Linked DNA regions of Triticum aestivum: region 1 is linked to region 2. Evidence: chromatin contacts called from public Hi-C data. All regions are on one chromosome and are shown on one strand. The core of a region is the stretch at or near the end of the contact, and the rest is flanking DNA. Distances in the headings are between cores, read along the strand shown.

Region 1 (5,584 bases), core at 1,853-4,352, 140 kb before region 2:
CTGGGCTTCCCATATTTTTGTTTTAGGGAAGAGGACCGGCGGGATTTTTCACTAATAGGCCAAGCTTGGGCCTGAAATCTAGGCCAGACGCCCGGGCCCGGGCCTAGGTTTTCTGCTTCGAGCTTTGGTAGGCCCGGCCCGACAGATGGCCAGGCATATTCACAAGTAATGTACTTAGCAATGACGTTTCAGAAATAATTGAACTGGACATGTACTCTGTTTGGTGTAGTGAATATCAATATTTTTAATACTCCCTCCGGGCCATATTAATTGTCGCTGAGTACAAAACATAGTACTTGACCCCCTCTTTATATTTTTCAGGATCCCTCCTGCCACCGCGAAAATAACATGGTTGCGTAATCTCAGCTCAACAACACATGTCCGATTTTTTCAATTGGTGTATAACACCAAAAGATTCCTTCGGTACTTTGCCATATGTGTGTACTTAGCAACCATGGTTCGGAAATACTTGAATTGGACATGCACTCTGATTGGTGTAGTGAGTATCAACATTCTAAATACTCCCTTCGGTCCATATTAATTGTCGCTGAGTAGAAAACATAGTACTTGACCCCCTCTTTATATTTTTCAGGATCCCTCATGCCACTGCGTAAACAACATGGTTGGGTAATCTCAACTTAACAACACATGTCAGATTCTTTCAATCGGTGTATAACACCAAAAGATTCTTTCAGTACTTTACCATATGTGTGTACGTAGCAACCATGTTTCAGAAATAATTGAATTTGAATATCAACATTTTTAATATCCTCCGGTCTATATTAATTGTCACTGAATACAAAACATAGTACTTAACCCCCTTTTTATATTTTTCAGGATCCCTCCTGCCACCTTGAAAACAGCATGGTTGCATAATCTCAGCTCAACAACACATGTCAGATTCTTTCAATTGGTGTATAGCACCAAAAGATTCTTTCAGTACTTTACCATATGTGTGTACGTAGCAACCATGTTTCAGAAATAATTGAATTTGAATATCAACATTTTTAATATCCTCCGGTCTATATTAATTGTCACTGAATACAAAACATAGTACTTAACCCCCTCTTTATATTTTTCAGGATCCCTCCTGCCACCTTGAAAACAGCATGGTTGCATAATCTCAGCTCAACAACACATGTCAGATTCTTTCAATTGGTGTATAACACAAAAGATTCTTTCGGTACTTTGCATCTGTATGTACTTAGCGACCTTCTTTCAGAAATAATTGAATTGGACATGTACTCTGTTTGGTGTAGTGAATATAACATTTTTAATACTCCCTCCAGTCCATATTAATTGTCGCTGAGTACAAAACATAGTACTTGATCCCCTCTTCATATTTTCCAGGATCCTCCTGCCACCGCGAAAACAACATGTTCAACTCAATAACACATGTCAGATTCTTTCAATTGGTGTATAACACCAAAAGATTCTTTCGGTACTTTGCCATATGTATATCTGAACATTAGTCATATTTCAGTTTTGTTTTCGAATGGCCATATTCGGCAAGAGTATACATCACATTGCCATGCCAGTTTTGTTTCCGAAGTTATTCATGTTGTGGTTTAGGGATTTTGTTGGGCTAAAATGCTTTGAAATCACCTATTTCAGTTTTTAATCTGGCCATTCTGGTTTCAATTTCAACGAGATTCAAGCAAATTTCAAAATTTGTTTGAACCTAGCCGGAATTGAAGCTTCACCCCCTTCTTTGAGACTGTCGCCGCCTTTTTCACTTCATTGTAATGTGTGATGAATTTTTGGTGAAAATGTCGAGCCCTCGAAATTATTAGCCTCACGTTCATGAGACCATTATAATTCACGAGTAGCGTACTTGGCAAACGTGTCTGAGACCTCGGTTCATGAGTTTAATCGGATCAAACGAACTAAGCACGGATTCATTCACGAATGATATGATTCAGCACTTAGAAACGAAGTCCAACAATAACTTCACATGCCCAAGACTAAGATAGTTGCCAAGAACAGCACGCGTTTGGAATTGTGGACATGGCAAACATGCATGCATGCAGACCTGCCAAACAGCCAAAGGATCAAGAAGCGTTAATGTCGTGGGCGCTCAGGCTCAGCCGAAGAGCATCTGTGCGTGTGGGGCGAGGTCCTTGTGCACCTCCTTGATGGTGCCCTCGGCCACGCCGGTGGCGACGGACACGTCCTTGGCGGACCTGCTGGCGCCGGCACGCTGCACGACCATGTAGATGATGGCGGCGGCGACGGACTCCGGGTTGCGGCGCACGTCGAGCCCTTCCTCGACCCTCCGCACGGCCTCCTGCGCGTCGCGCACCTCCTGGTTGCCCAGGCCAAGCCGGGAGCAGAAGCGGCGCAGGTAGTCGGAGGCGCTGACGACGCCGATGTCCATCACCTGGCCGTCCTCCTCCCCGAGGAGCTTCTTGATGTGCGTCGTCATCTTGCCGACGTCCTTCTTGGCAGCCACGCCCCCGGCGGTGACGGAGGCGAGCTCCTTGTACGTGCGCGGCATGCCGAGGTTGCGGCAGGCGATGTAGAGGCAGGCGGCGTAGACGGAGTCCCGCTTCCGGCCGCGCGGGCAGCCCTTGGCCTCGTCCAGCTTCTTGAACGTCTCCTTGGCCAGGTCCCGGATGGTGGCCACGAGGCCGAGCCGGTCGGCCATGTCAGAGATTCCGCGGAAGCCGTCGACGAGGGTGTTTTCGGAGGCCGCCCCCGCGTCCGGCACCGACATCCTGGGCGGGGCCTTTGTCGCCACGCCGGTGGCGGAGGACTTCTTGGGCTTGTTGGTGTAGTCGATGACGGTGGAGAGCTTGGCGGCGAGGAAGGGGTCGCCGGAGGCGCCGACGCGGTTGGGGTCGCGGTCCTCGCCGCCGCCGTCGTCGGCGAAGTTGCGCCACTCGGAACCCTCGTCGATGTAGTGCGCGTCGAGGACGAGCGCGCACTCGGTGCAGATGGTGTCGCCGGTGCCGTGGTCCAGGACAACCTCCGTCGCGCGGCGGCACTCCGGGCAGTACATGCGCTCGTCGGCCGCGGAGCAGGTGCTGGCGTACATGGCTGCTGCTGCCGCCGCCGCCGTGTGCGCAGTTTCCGGATGATTGTGGCGACGGAGCTGGGGAAAAGGGTTTGAACTTTGAAGGTTAGATTGGGGGCCTTGGGCTGATATTTATAGACGCATAGGTCGGTTCGTAAGGCTAGTTTGGAGCTGGGCACGAGTTCGACTCGTTTTCGTACGGCCGCGGAAAGTCCTTGCAAACTGCAATCTGGTCTTCTCGGCTAGCCGGCCCTGGGCCGGGGCGACGGCCTAGGGCCCAGCCAGACGTGGCGGCCCGACGGCGCATACACCTCACTCCCGTACACATTAGGCCGGCCCAACTAGCTCCTTTTCAGTTATAGGAACGTTCCAGACCGATCTTTTCTCTTATCAATTTTCTATTATTTTTATTATTTTCTATCTCCTTTCATTTCGTTTTCATTTCACTTTTTTTTGTTTACTAATATCTGTTTTCTATTATTTTTACATTAAATTTTCCATTCTTTCTATTTTTCATTTCCTTTTTCATTTTGTAAACATATTTTCAAATCCATCAGCATTTTTCAAAATGTTTTTTTAATCATGAATATTTTTCAATACATATATACTTTCATGAATTCAAAATAAATTTTCAAATTCACAAAAAAATTAAATGGCGGATTATTTTATTAAATTCGCAATTTTTAAACTCGTGAACATTGTTTTGAGATAACCTACATTTTCTCGAAATTGGAGAATAATTTTTTAAATTGAGGATCATTTTTTATTTAGCGAAATATTTTTTAATAAATGCCTGAACAGTTTTCAAATTCTTTTAAATAAATTTCTATCAGCAAACACTGTTTGAATCGATGAAAGGTTTTAATGCACCAGCATTATTTGAATTTTTGAACATTTTTAAAAAATCGCTAAGATTTGTTCAGATTCCTAAACTTTTCTCAAAATCATGAATTTTTTTATTTCCTAACATTTGTTTCAAATTACGAACTTGTTTTAATATGCAAACATTTTTTAAAATGCACGAGTATTTTTTTTGTTTCCTGTTTATTATTAAATCTCATTTTTTTCGAAATATTAAATTATATAAATAATGCAAAATATAAACAAAAAAATGGCGATGAAAATGTAATTGAAAAATAGCAGGTATTATGCCCCGCATATGGATTGGCACAAAATACCGCACGGGTGAAGGGGGTATGCTCGTGCAGGTATGCCACTTGCCAGCAATGTTGTTCAATTACAAGTTTAATTTTTTTCAATACAATACAAAATTAAAAAAATTAATATATAGTCAACAGTTTTCTATACACATTTAACATTTTTGAAATTCTTGATTCAAATTTTCCAAATACTTGGTAAACATTTTTTGAATACATGGCCAACATTTTTTTATACGCATTTAATATCTTCAAATTCTTGATTCAAAATTTCCAAATACCTGTTCAACATTTTTTGAATGCTTGATAATATTTGTTTAATACATGATTAACATATCACACACATTGTTTATTTTGCGTATACACAAGAAACATTTTCTTTACATGCACTTGACATTTTTCAAATGCTTGGTTAAGATTATTTTTCAAATACTTCATGAAAACATTTTTGTAATATAGTCCCTCCGTCCGAAAATAAGTGTCTCAAGCTTAGTGCAATTCTGTACTAATGTTAGTACAAAGTTGAGACACTTATTTTTGGGACAGAGGGAGTATTTATTAAGAATATTTGAAAGTATAAATGAAAGTAAAGGAAAAATAAACAAAAATAGAAAACATGAAAACAACTAAAAAGAGGCCCTGGCCTCCCGCGCGCCTAGCAGGCCCATTTAGGGACGTGCCTTGCGCAAGAGCGCACTAACTCTCGCTACAACCGAGACACGGGACTGTCCGTCTGGATTCCTTCGACAATGATCACTATTCAGCTGGGCCTACGAGCCTTTAGTAGGGACGTGCGGCTGAAATCCCCGTCTGCACACAACTAACATATTAAAACAGTATATTCTTTCTTCTGGGGATACAAAACAATATATTCATGTGCTAAATATATTGGGAAATAGTGCCTACATATTATATATGTCAATAACATATTTTTGAAACTCGCGAACATTTGTGAATATAATGATTTTTTAATGCTACCAATATGATTTAAAAGAGGCACGAATATTTTCTTTCACTATGTTAAAAAACATTAAAGTATGCTGAGCATTTTGAAATATGTAAATTAAATATTTTACATTTTACAAATATACATAAAAGTATAATAAAAAATTAGGACGGCCGCTCGCAAGCCCAAGATCTCCCGCGTTTGATGGGCAATTTCTTAAGTGCCAAGGGCGAGCGGTTGTGGTAATCCGTATTTCACGCTTCGCAAATACTATATCTCGCTTACAGTGAGCGTTCCTACTGTCTCGCCTCTACCTCTCGCTACTCTCGAGCCTTGAGTAGGGTTGGGTGGCCCAAAGCCCCATCTACAGACAACTAACATATTAAAACATTGTATTCTTTGATTTGAGGGTACAAAACATTATATTCATGTGATAAAAAGTTGGAAAATATGGGAAATGGTGCC
Region 2 (5,657 bases), core at 952-3,451:
AAATGGAGTATAGATATAAACTTCGAGTGGATAATTAGATTCAATGAAAATAAGAACAATAGTTTCTAAGATTTAAAATAAATGGGATGCGAGTCTATGACACTGGCATATGGGTACTTGCTATCTTGTGTTTTAGGTCTAATATTACGACAACATTGAAAATGGGATAAATGAGATGTGAGTGAGCTCAGCGCGGTTTTGCGATCTATTTCACTACCCACTGGGGTTCTTTTCACCTTAATTTCCCTCACAGTACTACTTCGCTATCGGTCACCCAAGAGTATTTAGCCTTGCAAGGTGGTCCTTTCTCATTCACATGGGATCTCATGTCCCATGCTACTTGGGTTAGAGCATAAACTAGTGATGCTTCCGACTACTGGACTTTAGCCATCTGGGGTGGGGCACTCACCCGCTTCGCCTATCCCGTCATGCTGGCATATGGATACTTGAGCAATGTTGTATTTTAGCTATGAGATTACTCCAACATTGGGCCATCTTACGTAGCTATAATGAAACTCGGAAATAAACAACCATGTTCACTTGACTATCTTGGAAAACATGCTTGCGTAAGTATTTCCTCTGTATCAAAACAAGTGTCTCAAGTTTAGTATAACTTTGTACTAAAGTTAGTATAAAGTTGAAACACTTATTTTGAAATAGACGGAGTACTTAAATATGCTAGGAACTATGAGTCGAGCATGGATATGTGATATATGAATTGTATAGATAGAATTTTTAACATGGCAACTTCTCATTTGTTCACATAGGGGTTAAAGGTGCCGATATGGAGAGTGATGTACAAGAACGCCTCTAAAAGACCCTGGTCGTGACTTCACTATATAATTCTTGTGTGACCTTCTAGGAGATGGAAATGTAGAAGCCATCGGGCTGAAGCACCATTTTGGTTGGAGTTTTCTGTCACATTGTTGTTTCTATCAAGAAAATCACCATTCCAATGCAATAAGGGCAGCGCTACGCGTCGGCCGACGGATAATCTGAAAAGATCGGCCGCCTCAGTAGCCGTTGGATGGAGTGTCGAGTAGTCGTTGATCTCTGCAACAAACTCAATATTGCGCTCATTTCTCTACAACAACGGTCTTGTTGCAATCTTTCTCGGACCGTTTTCTCCCTCTTTGATTTTCCCCATCTCCTCTACTTTAATTTGCAATATAGCATCATCCCCGCGAGCTCTGAGCACGGCCGCCGCCATGGCCGACGAACTCAAGCAGTTCGAGCTCCCCTGTTGCATCCAGTCGCATGCGCATGACCAGGAGCTCCTATGATTCCGTTGAGCACTCTTAGTCTTTCCTTCCCTCCTGAAGCTTCATATAGTGCGCTTGAGATCCATTCTTTCAAGCTCCTCATTGAAACAGAAAAAAATAGCGTAATAAAAATTAATAGACAATAATTATTTATGGAATGTAAAGAAAAGAGAGAAGTGGAATAGTGGTCTCCAGCGGAAGAGCAATCGATTGTAGAAGAAGAGGCTAGGAATGTTCTAGGACTGATTTTTTCTCCGCCTCGCCCAGATCGGTCTGCTTTCAAGCGCTGCCCATATAGCGGCAGGCAACCAAAGCAATTGGACAAAGAGGGATGTTGATGGCCTAGATCACTCTCTTGCACCGGGCTCGACTGAGTCAATGATTTTCTTCGGGGCAGGCCACAGTTGCGGTGGTGGGGAACGGGGGGGAAGCCCCCACATCGATTCCTCCCACACTGGATCACGACAGCGGATGGCCTGTAACTACACTGCTGCCCTCATGTGAGGTCGCAGATTTTGCCTGACCGCCGCTGGTGACGAAAGTGCTGCTGAGCTCCGCAACGGCAGAAGGACCATCAATGACAGAGCGAAATCGGCGACGTGTCATCGGCGCTTGAGTCGGGATAGCTCCCGCTTAGGCAGCCCCTCTGACTCGATCGGCAGCCAGAGAAGACGGGTGATGGCGGCTTCGGCGAGGCACTGGCCGGCAGCCAGGTCGGGGAGAACAGGTTCATGCATAGTTGACGCGCTCACGTGTAGTGGTGAGCTCGAAAGGAGAGGCGGGGAGGATTTTTATACCCGTACATAGCGGTGGAGCAGCGGCAGGCAGTTGTGTGGTGGGCGACGGGGCGCTGGGCTGCGTGGTTCGGGATGGATACGCAGCCTTCCAGACCAGAGAGAACTCAACACACAGGGGAAGAAGATAGGATCAGAACAGATCGCTACGAGCACCTGAGTACGCACACAGGCAGGCCCCACACGTTGACGAAATTTGCGCGACAGCTGCTACGTCCACACGAGATCGTACCCGCTTAGGTCCCAAATTAATCCGCGTGGCAGTCACCGATTGGATAGCTGAAGATGTAGAAACAAGTGGTGAAACATGAGAACGTAATCTTGGTTAGAAATAGGGGTTTGGGTATACACTAGGCTAGGCCTTTCGCGAAGCGAGACATAGCTCCACCTCTCCTCTAGTGGCGCTGGAGGCATGCTCGCTTTAGTGGGATTGCCCATTAAAGCGGGTTTGAGAAGGTTTTATAGACTGGTTTGTACCGGTTTTAGAAACTTCTATAAGTTTCTTTTCTACTGTTTTCTATGTTTCTTTTATTGGTTTACATTTGTTTTATTCTCTTTTCGATTTTGCCTTTTCAAATATAGGTATTTTTTAATACAAGTCATAAATGCTCCGTATAGACGTGAAACTTTTTTTTTGATACACGTTGAACATTTCTCAAAAACATGATTAATATTTTTTCAAATACATGTTTGAGCATTATTTTTGAATACATGTTAAATATTTTGCAAACAAAAGATAAACATGTTTTTGAATAAATGTTAAAGATTTTCCAAACATGCATTAAACTTTTTTTGAATGGTAATTACGTTAAAACAAAATAAGCCAACAATTTTTGTATTGTATTAAAAATTAAAAAGCAAATTCTCGACATTTTTTGTTATGCATTAATATCTTTTGAACTTCATAAATATTTTTTCAACGGTATGACTTTTTTTTCTAAATTACTTGACAATTCTTTCGTATTACAAAATTTCCAACAATATGATGATTTTTTTAAACATGTGAACATATTTGTAAATATCATCAAAAAACATTTAATTGTACAATTTTTTTGTAAATCAGTCGAACATTTGTTGTATTAAATGTTTTTAAAAATGTGAGGAACATATCTTGGAATCATGTGAATAAATTTATGACTTGTATTCCTCTCAGTTTTTAAAAAAAATAGGACGTGCGCTAGCGAGCCTGCATTCCTCTCAGTAGGCCCGCCCATTTATTAAGTGCCCAATGGCCAGCATTCCCCAAATCACTAATTGAGGAGTACTCATTGCAAAGATCACTCCCCACCTTCCCAGGTTGCGACAAGTGGTGCACTGTGCATCATTTGTCGCAACCTGAGAATTTTCCCTTTTTTGTAGATCCGTTTATTCAAAAGGTTTTATCTCTTAAACCGTGTGTCCAAATCTCGAACCGCTTTCACCGTTGGATTCCTTGTGTCAAGATGTTCAAAACTAGATCCCATGTTGATAGGTTTTGAGAAACTTTTTTCATGAAAAAAACCAGATGAAAAAACCAAATCAGGAGCACATGTTTTTCCCTTTCGAAACAGGCACACCCGTGCCTCTCCGAAATCACAACCGTGCCTCTCGCGGAAGAAAAAGAAGAAGAGAAAATGCGTTTTTTTAGTTTCCGAGGAGTCACGGCCATGCTTCTCGCAAAAGCACACAACCATGCCTCTCGTAGAAGCAAAACCGTGCCTCTCATGAAAGAAAAAAAAAATGTGTTTTTTCCCATTTCCGAGAGGCACGGCCGTGACTCTCGCGAAAGCAAAACAGTGCCTCTAGCGGAAATAAAACCGTGACTCCTGCGGAAAAAAACGTGTTTTTTCGCGCAATTTTTTATCCAAAAGCTAAGGAAGACCGGTGGAAAATCTAAACGTCGAAAAAAACCCAAAAAAAATCGTTTAAAAGCCAAAAATGCGTGCGGAAAAATAAAAAAATAAAATCCGGAGGAGCGTCCAAAGCGCGAAACATGGCGAATGGCTAAGAGAGCGCTAAGTGGCGCTGATCATTATGAGGCTCCCGAAGGAGTGCTCGTCAACTAGTTGCTCCCCAGCATTCCTCCCGTGTTGGCCAACCCATTTACCACACAACTGTTCACCCTTGTGGTCAAATGGATGGGGAGCTCCTATAGGGCGCAGCACGCACCAGGGAGCGGACGCGGGCGCACACCCCGCTGAACCCACGCACCCATCTTGGGCAGGCCCATGAGTGGCAGTTGGGAGCCCACTAATTTCCTATTTCGTTTTTTTTTCTTTTATAAATAATGCGGGATTTCGTAAACTTTCTGGTATTAAAACCCGCCAATTTCAAAAAAGTTTGTGGAGCCAAAAAATATCCGTGAACTGGAATAGTGTTCAAGAATTTGAAAAAATGTTCGTGAATCTGGATATTCATGAACATTTTAATTAGATGAACAAAAATTGAATTCTATGAGAAAATTCTTAATTGAAGAACAATTTCTGAAAAAAATCGGATTAAATTTTTCAAAAATGGATGAACCTTTACTGAATTTGATGAATATATTTAAAAATTATGGTAAAGAAATTTTGAATACGATGAACATTTTTTAAAGAAGATGAACCTTTTTCGAATTAGATGAACATTTTTAATTTTTTGAACTTAATGAACAAATTCTCAATTCAAGAATACTTTTTTGAAAATCGGATGAACTTGCTGAAAAATGGATGAACATTTTTTGTATTTGATGAATTTTTATTCAAATTATGGTGAACAAATTTTGTATACGATGAACAAATTTTGAATATGATAAACATTTTTTTGAATTAGATGAACATTTTCTGTATTCATTAAGCAAAAACAAATGCTCAATATTTTAGAAAAAATCACTAAGAGAAATAAAAAAGAGAGAAAAAACGGATGCGAAAAAGAAATAAAAAGACAAACAGAAAAGAAACATAAAAGAATAAAGAATAAAAACTGGGGACCTCGCGCCCCACATGGGCCGGCCGCGTCAAATAGGCGCCACCTTGCGCTAGCTATTCCTAGGGCGGGCCCATTTTGAGAACACGTACGTTCGGAAGGTTTCTGTCCGGTTTTTATCTTTTTCCTACTGTTTTTACTTGTTTTCTCTTCCAAAAAGTCCCCTCTTTAAAAATGTTGACGTATTAAAAAAATATTCTTTCTGATATTCTTTTTTCAGAATTTGGAGAAATTTTCCCATTTAAAAAATGTTCAAAGATTTAAAAATTGTTCACAATGTCAAAAAGTCTTTGTTTTGAAATTTGTTCACAAATTTAAAAATTATTCAGGAATTTAAAGAAATGTACTTGTTTTCATGTTTTTTCACAAATTTTATTTTTGTGGGAGTAGGATAATGCCCCTGAGTTGGAACGGGATATAAATATTTTAGTAATTAGCCTGTGATTTACCTGCCCATATTAATTCAATTGTATAAATAAATATTTATCAAGTTCTACCTGTTATTTTGATGAGAAGTTTAATAACTAATTAAAATGAAATTGGTACAAAAGATAAATAAATTAAGATATTTGATTATCATACGGGGAAGGTTGGACAAAGAGTGGTCGAAAAAAGTGAAATACATTCTTTTTAAGTAGTAGAGACTTATACAAAATTG

Evidence for each region. A called contact is a pair of places that touch in the nucleus more often than the background predicts.
Region 1: a contact with region 2 is called in a Hi-C map of leaf, with 4 times the contacts expected there. The contact joins the promoter of LOC123172257 here to the enhancer-like site in region 2. A contact is called at or near these places in 2 of 5 Hi-C or Micro-C datasets (both in leaf).

The regions. Positions count from the first base shown.
Region 1 is chr1D:416,915,435-416,921,018 of IWGSC CS RefSeq v2.1, reverse strand. LOC123172257 (transcription initiation factor IIB) reads right to left here and starts at 3,102. Exons shown (of 1, transcript XM_044589260.1): 1 at 1,929-3,102. The coding sequence starts at 3,037. The coding sequence ends at 2,084.
Region 2 is chr1D:416,778,300-416,783,956 of IWGSC CS RefSeq v2.1, reverse strand. No RefSeq gene overlaps it. Among protein-coding and RNA genes, the nearest start is that of LOC123182518, 51 kb to the right of the region's middle. Within about 2 kb of position 2,201, at least 4 of the 8 cell types and tissues checked have an H3K27ac peak or open chromatin away from gene starts, as enhancers often do. A contact at or near this core is called in leaf, where this site is marked.